Regions from separate parts of the Mus musculus genome. Here region 2 is linked to region 1. A link is a contact called in public HiChIP or PLAC-seq data. All regions are on one chromosome and are shown on one strand. Each heading gives the region's core, a stretch centred on a gene start, on an enhancer-like site or on the middle of the called end of the contact. The rest is flanking DNA. Distances are from core to core; before and after follow the strand shown. Region 1 has its middle 18 kb from the start of H2-Q1. Region 2 holds the start of H2-Q2 (histocompatibility 2, Q region locus 2).

Region 1 (6,346 bases), core at 1,693-4,192:
TGAGTCCTGTAAGTTATCCTCTCAGCATCACATAGCCATCACGACATGCACATCCCTACACATAATTATTAAATCAATGTAATAAAATAAAAAAGGAATCATGATGATTTCATATTGAAGGTCATAAGGACAGTTATGTATAAGGACAAGTATGTAAAAGATATGTCCAGTTTTCCTCCAGACTTACCTGTGTCCAAAACCCACATTGTGATGAGAAGCAGCCAGGAGGACTGAAGGGCATCCCATGCAAGGATAATCACAGAGATTTTAAACTCTTTTATGTGTTATGTATTTATACTATTGCTTTATGTGTACCGTGTGTGAATGAGGCCATTCTCCATCTGTGGTATGTGTTGGGGGCAGAGGGAGTCATAAGACAACCTTGGGGATCCAGTTCTCTCTTTCCACGTGGGTTCTGGGGGACTGAACTTAGGTGGTCAGACTCAGTGGCAAGCACCTCTACCAGAGTCACCTCACCATCCCGAATTGGTGCCACAACCCTGTTTTTTGGAAGTGTTGAGAAATGGAATCTGGGACCTATATTATACACGGTAGGCACTCAAGTCACTGAGACACATTCCCAATGTGTGAAAACCAGTCAGCTGACAACAGCTCTTTGTTATTGCAAAGGTCCTTACTAAAGCTTTAGGATAAAGATGGAATTAGAGACTATCTGTTAAAAAACAGATATGTGTGGTGTACAAGAAGCACTTTGGCAATGCAACCCCCTGATCTGAGGACCTAAATCTAGGAGAACCAGGTCTCAAGAGGAAATTTCTGGTTTCTCTGGAGACTCAGTTGTGTTGTGTGATTTTTTTTTTTTGAAATTCTCTTTTGGGAGGATTTATTTGCTGAAGAAAAACTCATGGTGCTTTTCTGGAAACTGCCTGGAAAAGGGGCAGGCGATGTTTTGCCAGAGCTTCAGAGATGCCCTCTTGAGAGAACACATGATGTTTGGATAGGGTATAAATATCACCCAATAGACCACAGACGACACTGTGCGGCATTGGTTCACCTTGCCACGCTTTGCTGGTCTTCGTTCTTCCCAGACAACGCTGTGGCATTGGTTAGCCTTGCCTTCTTTGCTGATCGTTTCTCAGGACTTTGTAGAGAGAAACTAACCAAAGAACTTCTGGTGATGTTCTGGCATCTTCTTCCTGCTTCTGCAGACTCAGGCTGATCGGTGCAATCTCAAAGTTTCTTCTGGATTGAACTGGTATCGCTGATTCATGTGCACTCACCTGCTGATATCCTGACAATGCAGACTGGACTCTCCATAAGAACTCTTTCTAAACAGGTCCACACGCTCCTTTGCCCTTTCTATTTCCTCTGGTGGGTGGTGAGCTAGAAGAGAGGTTAAAACACTTAAGTAAGCTTATTAAAGTAGGTTTGGGAAAATATAAACCTACACAGGGCATCTGGAATGTTCCATGCCTGGGTTATGTTAGCAATGCTGCTTTGGTGCTGGAGGACATCAGACGTTTTTGTAGACTGAGCACTGTGGGGACGGATTGGGAAGCTCCTTCTCTGGGACTCTGTGCCCCTGAGGAAGCCAGGGCTTCTCCTGTTCACACCTTCTCTGCAGGGGAGTTAGGAGGCTCAGGCCTGACTGAGGCCCTGTGCTGCAGAGAAAAGAATCTCAGAGAGCCAAGGCATAAAAATAAAAATGGTGTCACTTCCGAATAAAATTATGGAGCTGCAGAGATTGTTCCGAGGTGAAGAATGCTCACTGCTGTTCCAGAGGACCTGGGTTCAGTTCCAGTTCTCATCCACTTGTAACTCAGCCTTAGATGGGTAGGGTGCCCTCTTCTGGCGGCCTGGGGAACTCCATGCTTGTGGGGCACAGACATACATGTGTGGGAAGCCACATGTGCCGTTGCTGAGTGGCACTGACTACTGCTGGCCACCACGCATAAAATTGGACAAACAACCAATGTGTACATATGCAGTAAAGTTTTTTGCAAAGACACTGCCTGGCCCAGGCATGATAATGAGGTTCTGTAAGGTACTGAGAGTATAACCAATTAGATGTGAGACATGCAAATGAGGTATGATAATGAGGTTCTGTAAGGTACTGAGAGAGAGTAACCAATCAGATGTGAGACATGCAAATGAGTTATGATAATGAGGCTCTGTGAGGTACTGAGAGAGAGTAGCCAATCAGATGAGGAACATGCAAATGAGGCATAGTGCATAACCAATCCGGGTGTGAGACACGCCTCTCCTAGGCCTATAAAAGCAGCACCAGTTCTGGGCTCGAGGTCTTTTCGCCTCTACAATCAAGCTCTCCCAATAAACGTGTGCAGAAGGATCCTGTTGCAGCGTCGTTCTTCCTGGCCAGTTGAGCGCGCGCAAGATACATGGAGGCAAAACACCCATATAAATAAAAATATTTTTTAAAAGAATGAAAAATAAATGAAGGGAAATAAGATTTCTGTAAAGAAAGAGATACCTGAACAGTATTGGGGGTCACTACAGCGCATAGGAACACCTCCAAACCTAGATCAGCACTCTAGGGACCCTTGCAGTAGGCGTGTACATCTAATGATGTGTACACAATGATCTTAGGGAATCAGCCAGGGAAGGGTGATTCCTTCTACAGAGTGGCCCCTGATGCTACTGGTCTATGGAGCCTGTGTGTTCGTTCATTTATGCTGTTTGTGCTGTATGCCTTGTTGTAGCTCAGGTGGACCTTGAATTCTTTATTTTATTTTAAAAATTTATTATGTACACAGTGTTCTGCCTGCATATGTCTATAGCCACCAAAAGAGGGCGCCAGATCTCATTATAGATGGTTGTGAGCCACCACGTGATTTCTGAGAAATCAACTCAGGGCCTTTGGAAGAGCAGTTAATGCTCTCAACCTCTGAGTCATCTCTCCAGTCCTGACCTTTCCCACCTACAACTTGATCCTCATGCCTCACCTCAGCATGCCATGGTGTGTGTGTGTCTATGTCACTGTGACTGGAGAGTTGGTGCTGAGTCACAATCTAGAGAGGAGCCGAGGTGTAATCTCGCTCAGAAGTTGTGTTTCAGTCCGAAGATCATAAGGACCCGTGAAAACCACAAACCAGAGGATTTGGGGCTGAAAGGAAAATCCCTGGCTGCTTCGGTATGAAGAGGGCATAGGCGACCACAACTCCCTACCTTTCCCAGCATTCAAAGCTCACAGCCACTTAGGTGATCAGGAACTGGAGCCGCTCCTATTCCTGTGTCCTGCTGCCCCCTGGCGGCCGTGCTCCGCATCGCAGCTCCCAAGAATCTTGGAGATGGACTGGGCTCTATGTCAAATGTCCCTCCAGACTGCAGACTGCAGAGTTCAGGAACTGCTGGCCAGCTTCACAAGCCCGCGAAGCTGTCCAGCTCACACTGAGGAAGGGCCACACTAAGAAACCGGGTATCCCCTGCACAGCCCGCCACAGCAGAGCATTAGTTGTTTTTCCTTTTGTGGTTGCTGTTGCCCAGGATTTACCCCAGGGCTTCCTGCCTGTTGACCGTGTCCTCACTGAACTACACACCGGCTGAGCTTGATGTGACCACACAAAGAAAGGGTCCTGGGTTTCTCTGGGAATGCCTTCAATCCCAAAACTCAGGAGAGCAGATCTCTGCATTCTTCAACCACATAGCAAGTTCCAGAACACCCGGGGCTATAAGGTAAAACCAGAAGCCTGGGATCCCCAGGTCTGACACCTAGAAGGGGGTGGTGGAGTAGGTGGGAAAGTTGTAACAAGTGAGAAAGGAGCATGGATGCCTGGGACGGGGTCTGGGTGGACTTAGGCCCCCAGCCAAGGCCCTGGGAAGTGAATGGGGTAAAGGAAATAACCTCAAATTACTCTTTTTTTCCCTTGACAGCATCTTTCACCTGGAATTTCCCCCACGCTGTAGATGGGACCTAGGGACGGCTTCCTGCCACCGAGCTGTGTCCCAGCCTTTACTTTTAAGACGTGGTCCAGGCTGGCCTTGAACTTACTCTGTAACTGAAGCAGGTTTTCCATCCAGTGCTTCTGGTCCCTAATTAGCCAGGGTTACAGGTCTGCAAACCAGCCTAGCTTTTGTTCAAGACTTGGTCAAGGTTGCCAGGCTGTGGAGACACACACCTTCAGTCCCAGCACTTAGGAGGTAGAGGCAGGTGGGTCTCTAAGTTCGAGTCCAGCCTGGTCTACAGAGTTCCAAGACAACAAAGGCTGCACAGAGAAACCCTGTCTCAAAAACCAAACAACTTGGTCAAGCATGTACCTTCACTCTAGGACTTGTGGGTCATGACCCCTTTGGGGGTCAAACAACTCTTTCACAGGGGTTGCTTAAGGCCATCAGAAAACAGTAGCAAAATTACAGTTATGAAGTAACACTGAAAATAACTTTAAGGTTGGGGTTAGTACCAGGAATTAAAGGGTCGCAGTATTAGGAATATTGAGAAACACTGCTCTGGTCTGCAAACTCCTTACAGAGGTGGGGCAGAGGGCAGCAGGAAGTGTCTGGGTCACATGAAAATGACAGGATCTGTTTTGAAGCCAGGTCCACCCCTGCCTCGATCATGGCTGCAGGTGTTACAGGCCCTCCATCCTCAAAGGAGCTGTGACAGCCACTTAGAGGCTGACACAGACAACCTCAGAGTCTGTGTTGATTATTCCCATGGTAGCCCTCAGGACAGCACCCAAAGCTACCACATTCCCAGGCCTTGCAGCAAGTGTAACCCTCCTGGAGAGCTACAAACAGTCCCCTCCTGAGAAACTATGCCACCCATCAGCCAGAAGCAGCAACAGAAATCGGGGTACTATCCCATCATCTTCCTGACGCCCACCAGGAACTGACTAGGTCTACAAGAAAGACATGCTGGAGAACTCAAAGGCCCAGGGACAAAGGAGAGGACAGTCCCAGCACTGTAAGTACTTATTATTGACACAGAGTGAGCCCTGCCACTAGGTGATGTCACTGTTCCAGCAGAGCCCAGAGATCAGCTACAGGGTGGCCTGAACTGCTGAGCCCTAAGAGCTGAGGGTCAGTCAGAGCCTGGGGCGGTGGAAGCTCACAGGCTGTGAGTGAACAGCAGAGGAGCTGACTGGACTGGAAATGAAGGTCACCTGACTCAGAAGCCCAGGGAGTGGCCTTGGGTGCACTCTGTTGAGGCAGAGTCCTGGCAATGGAGGCTGAGTGCGGTGTGTGGAAGCCGTGGAGACAAAAGGGATGGGAAGAGGTCCCAGGTGACAGTGTGTGACCCACTGAGAGTCCACGGGAGCTTAGGGTCCCGGCAGGTCCGAAACAGAAGTTTAGCTTGTGTTTCTTCAGCTCCACCATGAGGTGATGGATGTTGATGAGCTCGGCCCTGGCCAGGAGTACTCGGAGCTGGGGCTGAGACAGCACCCGGTGGAAGCCATGGTTGAGCTGGATCAGTTGGGTCAGCGCCCCCTGCACAGAGGAGTCAGGGTCAGACTCATGGTGACCTGAGCTGTCAGAGCTTCACCAGGATCTCAGGCACAGATGCTTGTTGGCCTTCAGGGCAATCGTGTGATGCAGAGCCCAGGGGAAAGAGCGAGGAAACAGACAACCATGGTACACAGGCAAAGGGTGGGAGTGGCCAGACACCTGGATGATGCTGGTTCCATTTCAGAAGATGGTAAAACTCCACGTTACATCCTGACTCAAGGACTCTACAGAAGCCTTACAGGAACTACCAAAGCCACGGATCAGCTGAGTGACTCGGGCTGACTGCCAGAAGAAAAGGTGTGTCAGAGAGCAACCAGGGCTGAACCAGCAAGGCCTGCCCAGGGCTGACGACGAGAATGATCTCAGAGCAAAAAGGAAAGGCCTACACCTGCCTGCCTGGCAGACACAACCTCAGCTGTCCCTGAAACGCCTGGCCCCAGGCAAAACAGGAGTTGTCTGCCTAAGTTGACTGCTTTGGCAGTACCCAACCCACCACTCAGTGTGACCACAAGACCCTCTTGTTACCCTCGCCCGCCCTTATATAGTGGGGCTGAGTGTCCAGTCCCCCAAGGCGCTGGGGGTCAGTGCTGCGGACACTCTGGACATTCATCTCCAGGATCAGCTCAAACCGAGGCCACAGCAAGGCAAGCACCTGCTCCCAGTACCTGCAGGCTTAATCAGAGTCAAAGGTCAGCTGGCAGGGGTGCAGTCTGCCCAGGGGAGCACAGCACCCTTCAGGGTGACAGTGAGTGGTTGTGCCCCACACCAATGCTGCCCCTGGGACACACAAATGGGAAAAAGGGTGAAGGGCATCAGGTGAGGAAGAGCCCAGAGTCAGGACGGAGTTGTTTGAATAAGATAAAAAGCTGACCGCCTCCAGGCACCAAGGACCAGAGCTCAGTGACCTGTCCAGGGCAGGGAC
Region 2 (6,346 bases), core at 2,105-4,604, 40 kb after region 1:
TTTGCTACAGAACAATGACCTTAAAACTTTTTTTGTCCTAATGAGTTTTCTATATATCATAGTATCTCTTTGTAGATTAAGAAATATTTCTGATCAGCATAATTTTTTGTATGAAGATAAAAATCTAAGGATATAGTTGTTACAACATACTAAATATGTGATTGTACTTAGGTTTAGAATATAGTATATGTGATGATAAAAATTTAAGGTTATAAAGATCTACTTATATTAGCAGTAGCTGCTATAAGATGTATGTCTATCCTCCTATGTCTTTGCTAACTGCTCAGCACACAGTTGTTACAAAATGTAGATAAGTACAACACACGTTTGAGGAATAAGGTATGAATTCTATTCTAAAATCTTATGTTACGAGCATGTGAGCATTATATACATTCATATACAGGTTATTGTGTCAGATCCCTGGAACTAAAATTACAGACATTGTGAGCTGCAGTGCGGTTGCTGGGATTTGAACCTGGATCCTCTGGAAGAGCTGCTGGTGCTCTTCACTTCTGAGCCATCTCTTCAGCAAGTATATTTTATAAGTAAGATATACTGATTAATAAGTTATATATTTCTAAGGCCTACTCAGCTTCACAGTGATGTTCTTGTAGCTTTGTTGTCTTAGCTCACCTTGCTAAGCTTTAGCTATTTAGAGAAACTGAGTCATACAAAATCTGTAAACTATAAAAACTACCAGTCTCCTATGGACTAAAGTTTAAGGCATTTATGGTTAATTTAGACGATAAAGGATCTTCAACTCAACTTACTAAGGCTCAAACCTAACAGAGATAAATTTACAAAATTTAAACTGTGGAGGACAATTAACACAGGCAAGTTAAGAACAGGAACAAGGTTTAATTAGCCTCCTGTGTGTTTCCTAAGTTAAGCCTAAAACAAGTTACTAGAAACAAGGAAAGTTTGTTCAGTGTAGCTATACTTAGTAGCTAACAGTCCTCAAAACTTTTCAGATATCTGCTGAATATGGCATTTAAAAGGATGGAAAACCTTACTATGACAGACAGAGACCCTCAGCTACTAGAGGCAACCCCAGGTCTTCACAGATGATGATGGGCTAGAGAAGAATTCCATCTTGATTTTGCTTTAAATGTGACAAAGCCAGACCTACTGGGTGAAAAATCTGCCTTTCACCAGGATCCTGTATAAACTGTGGACAACTGGGGAGTTGATTGTCTTGCTTTGCTTAGACAAATTAGGCTGATTCCCCCAGGGTCCTCCTCCACTGGAGAGTCTTTGGACCTTCTGGACCAGGCAGGGAAGACTGATACTACCCTGGGTCCTCTGTCCCCAATTAAATCCAGACTACCACAGTGGAACCTTCAGTGGTTGACACATCTGTCTTTTTTGTTTGTTTGTTTTTTGTTTTTTGTTTGTTTGTTTGTTTGTTTTACAAGACAGCGTTTCTCTGTGTAGCCCTGGCTGTCCTGGAACTCACTCTGTAGACCAGGCTGGCCTCGAACTCAGAGATCTGCCTGCTTCTGCCTCCCAAGTGCTGGGATTAAAGGCGTGTGCCACCACTGCCTGGCCACATCTGTCACTTTTAATAGATTTGGAAACTGCTTGGTCTGTACTTGCTGCTTACTCAGGAGAAATTCATCCTTCTCAGATCTCTGATGGTGTGGACTAGGGAGAGCTTTGTCAGTTTAACAGCAAGCAACAGCACAGGCTTCAGGTGCTTCTCAGTTCTCTTCATGCTTAAAAATCATGGACACTCTCCAGAGTTGCTACTGGGTCTCCACTGATCACATTGTTACCAGATTCTCAGAAGAGATAAACTCCCACCAAAGATTTCAATGTAACGTTTTACTATTCTTTTATGTAAAGGAAGTTGTTTTACAGTGACTGCTGTCAGTAACCAACCACCTGTGTCTTGTGTCTAATTCGATGGAAAAAAACTGTAAAGTGTATGTAACTTCTAAGGATATGAGAGGTTAAGTAATTGCAACGATCTTAAAAGTGTGCTTTGAGATCTGTGAATGTCACTTATAAAGGCCATAAAAAGTGCTTTAAATGCAGTTTATAAAGGTCTAAGGAGCCTCTTTCCTTTCTGCCATTGCCATGCCATCCAGACTGAGGAAGACCTGGAAACTCCGGGGCCACCTGAGCCGAGGCCATGGTTGCATCAGGAAAACACTGCGAGCACCCAGGAGGCCACAGGAATGCTAGAGGCATCACCTCAGGATGAACTTCACAAGTGTCACCCAGGTCACTCAGGGAAAGTTGGTGTGAGGCATGACCACCTGAAGAGGAACCAGAGCTTCTGCCCAACTGTCAACCTGGATAAATTGTGGATGTTGGTCAGCGAGCAGACATGGTTCAATGCAGCTAAAACCAAGCCTGGAGCTGCTCCCATCACTGATGTTGTGTGATCAGGCTACCACACAGTTCTGGGGAAGGGAAAGCTCCTGAAGCAACCCTTCTCCTCCCATGCCCTGACTTTATCAGTCCCTCCCATGGTTATGTCAACAGCATCAACCAACAGGCAAGGGAGAGACAGGTCCTCAGGACTGAGGGGCAGGAATGGAGTTGGAACCCACTGTGTTCCCATTCCTTGCATTCCAACTGTTTTTCCATGGGGCCTCCATCCACAGGACAGGTCCCTGGCTCAGCTCAGGGAGAGGAACTCACATATCCTCCTCCCTCAGCTCTCACTGAGTGACCCTGCACCAGGAGCCTGTGCTGTTTGTATTTTGTTAATTCCACACCAACTGAGACATATATAAGAAGAGGATCCTGAATTGAGAAATTGCATCCATCCAGGACGCTTTTGGGGAAGTGTATAAGGCAATTTAAAAATTATTATTAATGATCAGTATGGAAGGGCTCAGCTCACTGCAGGTTGTCTTAGCAGGTCATCAGGGATTGTATAAGAAAGCAGGCTGAGCAAGCCATGAGCTACAAAGCTATTAGCACTGGTCCTCATCCTCTTCTTCAGTTCCTCCTTTAGAATCCTCTCAAGGTCCTGCCCTGAATCTCTTCAATGATAGACTGTGATGTGGAAGTGTAAACTGAAAGAAACCCTTTCTTTTTCAAGTTGCTTTTGGTCATGGGGTCTTATCACAGCAATGGAAACCCTCACTAAGACACAGGTGCACAAGGGCCTCACTCTGCTCCCTGCAGACTCCACCCTCTCCTGCAGCTCAGCTCCTGCCCCTCCCTTGCCCTGTAGCAGCACCACTTTATAGCTCCTGGGGATCTGATGCCCTCTCTGAACCCTGAGGTAGCAGGAATTATCTGGCAGGTCTCATTTCCATTGGGTGGCAGGATCCTGGGAAACCAACCAGCTCCTCAGCAGCGGGCGCAGGTTATAAAGTCCATGCAGCCAAGGGCCTCAGATGCCCTGTATCCCAGATGGGGCAATGGCGCTGCGAAGGCTGCTCCTGCTGTTGGTGGCCGCCCTGAAACTGACTGAGACACGCGCGGGTGAGTGCGGGGTCGGGAGGGAAACAGCGTCTGCGGAGAGGGGCTGGGGCGGCAACGGGGAAGCCGCGTCCCCACGTCGCCCACCATACCTTCCGCCCCTTCTCCACCTACATCTCGAGCACCGCACCCTGCTGGCCTCCCCGCCCGCGAACCCGGCCGGGGCTCCGGGAGGAGGTCGGAGTCTCACCGCGCGCCGTCCACAGGCTCACACTCGCTGCGGTATTTCACCACCGCCGTGTCCCGGCCTGGCCTCGGGGAGCCCCGGTTCATTATCGTCGGCTACGTGGACGACACGCAGTTCGTGCGCTTCGACAGCGACGCGGAGAATCCGAGGATGGAGCCGCGGGCGCCGTGGATGGAGCAGGAGGGGCCGGAGTATTGGGAGCGGAACACACAGGTCTCCAAGGAAAATGAGCAGAGTTTCCGAGTGAGCCTGGGGACCGCACTGAGCTACTACAACCAGAGCAAGGGAGGTGAGTGACCCCGGGTCGGAGGTCACGACCCCTCCACGTCCCCACACAGGAGCCCAGAGACCTCCCGCATCCCAAGTCCAAGGTTCGGGAGCAGAACCCACCTGGAATCGGTTTCCCTTTCAGTTTGGTTGAGCCCACAGGTGGGCGGGGCCGGACAGGTAGTCTGGGGGCGGGAGCGGGGCGGGTGGTGGCGGCCTGGGCCGGGTGGGGAGGGGGTGGGGAGCTGACCACGGGATCCCGTAGGCTCTCACACTCTCCAGTGGTTGGTTGGCTGTGACCTGGGGCCAGACGGAAGCCTACTCCGAGGGTATGAGCAGTCTGCCTACGATGGCCGCGATTACCTCGCCCTGAATGAGGATCTGATAACGTGGACAGCGGCGGACCTGGCAGCACTGAAGACCCGAAGCAAGTTGGAGCAGGCTGGTCTTGCAGAGAAGCGCAGGGCCTACCTGGAGGTCGATTGCTTGACGTGGCTCCGCAGATACCTGGAGCTCGGGAAGGAGACGCTGCTGCACACAGGTGCAGGGGCCCTCGGGCAGCTCCTCCCTCTGCCCTCGGGCTGGGGCTCAGTCCTGGGGAAGAAGAAACCCTCAGCTGGGGTGATGCCCCTGTCTCAGAGGGGAGAGAGTGACCCTGGGTCTCCTGATCCCTCATCACAGTGACTGCACTGACTCTCCCAGGGCTCAGCCTTCTCCCTGGACAGTGCCCAGGCTGTCTCAGGAGGGAAGGAGAGAATTTCCCTGAGGTAACAACAGCTGCTCCCTTCAGTTCCCCTGTAGCCTTTGTCAGCCATGGCCTCTCCCAGGCCGGGTTCTCTGCCCACACCTACTGTGTGTGGACACTGACTCCTGTCCTGCTGAGTGTGTCAGCCCTTGCACCTCAGGACCTGAAGTCGCCTTTACCTGATGGGAGATATGGACTCCCCTACACTAGGCTAATTTGCCCAGTATCTAGAATTTTCATAGAGTACATTTTCATAGATCCCTCCCAGTCTGTTGGGTTTGCATCCCTTCCACAACCCAATTCTCTCTATTCCTACAGTGGTGAATGGTCATGTGAGCCCTTATGGGTACCCTGGAGGAATATAAATCGAGAAATTTCTTTTACTTATTTATCTGTTTTCTTATTCTTCTTTCTTTTCTCTTTACTTTTTCTTTATTTTTGAAGGTGTTATTTTGTTTCTAGTCAGTTTTTGTCTGCACTGGAGTGATCCTGTTTCTCCCTGCCCTTGTATTATCATTTGTATCAGTCTCCACAGGTGCCAGGGGAGACTGCTAACTTGGATAATTAGACGGGTTAAAACAAGGTTCTCATTAAATAACAGATTCTTGTGAACTTAGAGTGTTTCCTGTCAGAACTAAACATCCAGAAGCCTCCTGCTCTCCCTCTGCCCCACAAGTTACAGTGCCCCCCCCCCCAGTGAATCAGGACTTGGACTCTGAGAGACAGGGTCTTCTGCAATCCAGGGCTGAGTGAGAGGGAAGACCACACACCCTGTGAGCCCACTGTGTTCCAGTGAGGTCCACAGATCACTTCAAGTGTCCTGCTTAAAACACCTGTACCTTGTCCCCCAGAGTCAGGGGCTGGGAGTCATTTTCTCACTACACACTTTGTGATGGCTGTTCTCTTGGACTGACAGTTAATGTTGGTCAGCAAGATGACCACAGTGGTTGAGTCTCAGTGGATTCCCTCTTTGCTTCTAAGTCCCAAAAGAAAATGTGTAGTTCTGTGCTGAGGGGACCAGCTCTGCTTTTGGTCACTGTGCAACGACAGTTGTAGTGTCAAACAGACAAATAATTCACTGTCATCATTGATTTAACTGAGTCTTGAGTAGATTTTAGTTTGTCTTGTTAAAATCCTGTGATTTCTTAAATCTTCCACACAGATCCCCCAAAGGCGCATGTGACCCATCACCCCAGTTCTCAAGGTGATGTCACCCTGAGGTGCTGGGCCCTGGGCTTCTACCCTGCTGACATCACCCTGACCTGGCAGTTGAATGGGGAGGACCTGACCCAGGACATGGAGCTTGTGGAGACCAGGCCTTCAGGGGATGGAACCTTCCAGAAGTGGGCATCTGTGATGGTGCCTTTTGGGGAGGAGCCTAGATACACATGCCATGTGGAACATGAGGGGCTGCCTGAGCCCCTCACCCTGAGATGGGGTAAGGAGGGTGTGGGTGCAGAGCTGGGGTCAGGGAAAGCTGGAGCCTTTTGCAGACCCTGAGCTGCTCAGGGCTGAGAGCTGGGGTCATGACCCTCACCTTCTTTTCCTGTACCTGTCCTTCCCAGAGCCTCCTCCATCCACTGACTCTTACATGGTGATCATTGCTGTTCTGGTTGTCCTTGGAGCTGTGATCATCATTGGAGCTGTGGTGGCTTTTGTGATGAAAAGAGGGAGAAACACAGGTAGGAAAGGTCAGGGTCTGAGTT

The links. HiChIP or PLAC-seq counts read pairs in DNA pulled down with a chosen protein or histone mark.
Region 2: a contact with region 1 is called in an H3K4me3 HiChIP or PLAC-seq map of intestinal villus epithelium, with 20 read pairs. The contact joins the promoter of H2-Q2 here to the enhancer-like site in region 1. A contact is called at or near these places in 2 of 39 promoter capture datasets (the C10 cell line and liver), 3 of 15 datasets of contacts at CTCF or cohesin (CD8 T cells, the NIH/3T3 cell line and thymocytes), 52 of 484 Hi-C or Micro-C datasets (the 4T1 cell line, B cells, the Ba/F3 cell line and 39 more), 12 of 115 datasets of contacts at active chromatin or transcription factors (CD8 T cells, double positive thymocytes, embryonic basal ganglia and 4 more) and 4 of 9 other capture datasets (adipose tissue, embryonic tail, macrophages and 1 more).

Annotation. Positions count from the first base shown.
Region 1 is chr17:35,298,944-35,305,289 of GRCm38.p6, forward strand. It overlaps the pseudogene Gm18734. Among named protein-coding and RNA genes, the nearest start is that of H2-Q1, 18 kb to the right of the region's middle. Within about 2 kb of position 2,943, at least 127 of the 459 cell types and tissues checked have an H3K27ac peak or open chromatin away from gene starts, as enhancers often do. A contact at or near this core is called in the 4T1 cell line, B cells, the Ba/F3 cell line and 14 more, where this site is marked.
Region 2 is chr17:35,338,953-35,345,298 of GRCm38.p6, forward strand. H2-Q2 (histocompatibility 2, Q region locus 2) reads left to right here and starts at 3,355. Exons shown (of 8, transcript NM_010392.3): 1 at 3,355-3,444; 2 at 3,648-3,917; 3 at 4,161-4,436; 4 at 5,803-6,078; 5 at 6,206-6,322. The coding sequence starts at 3,381.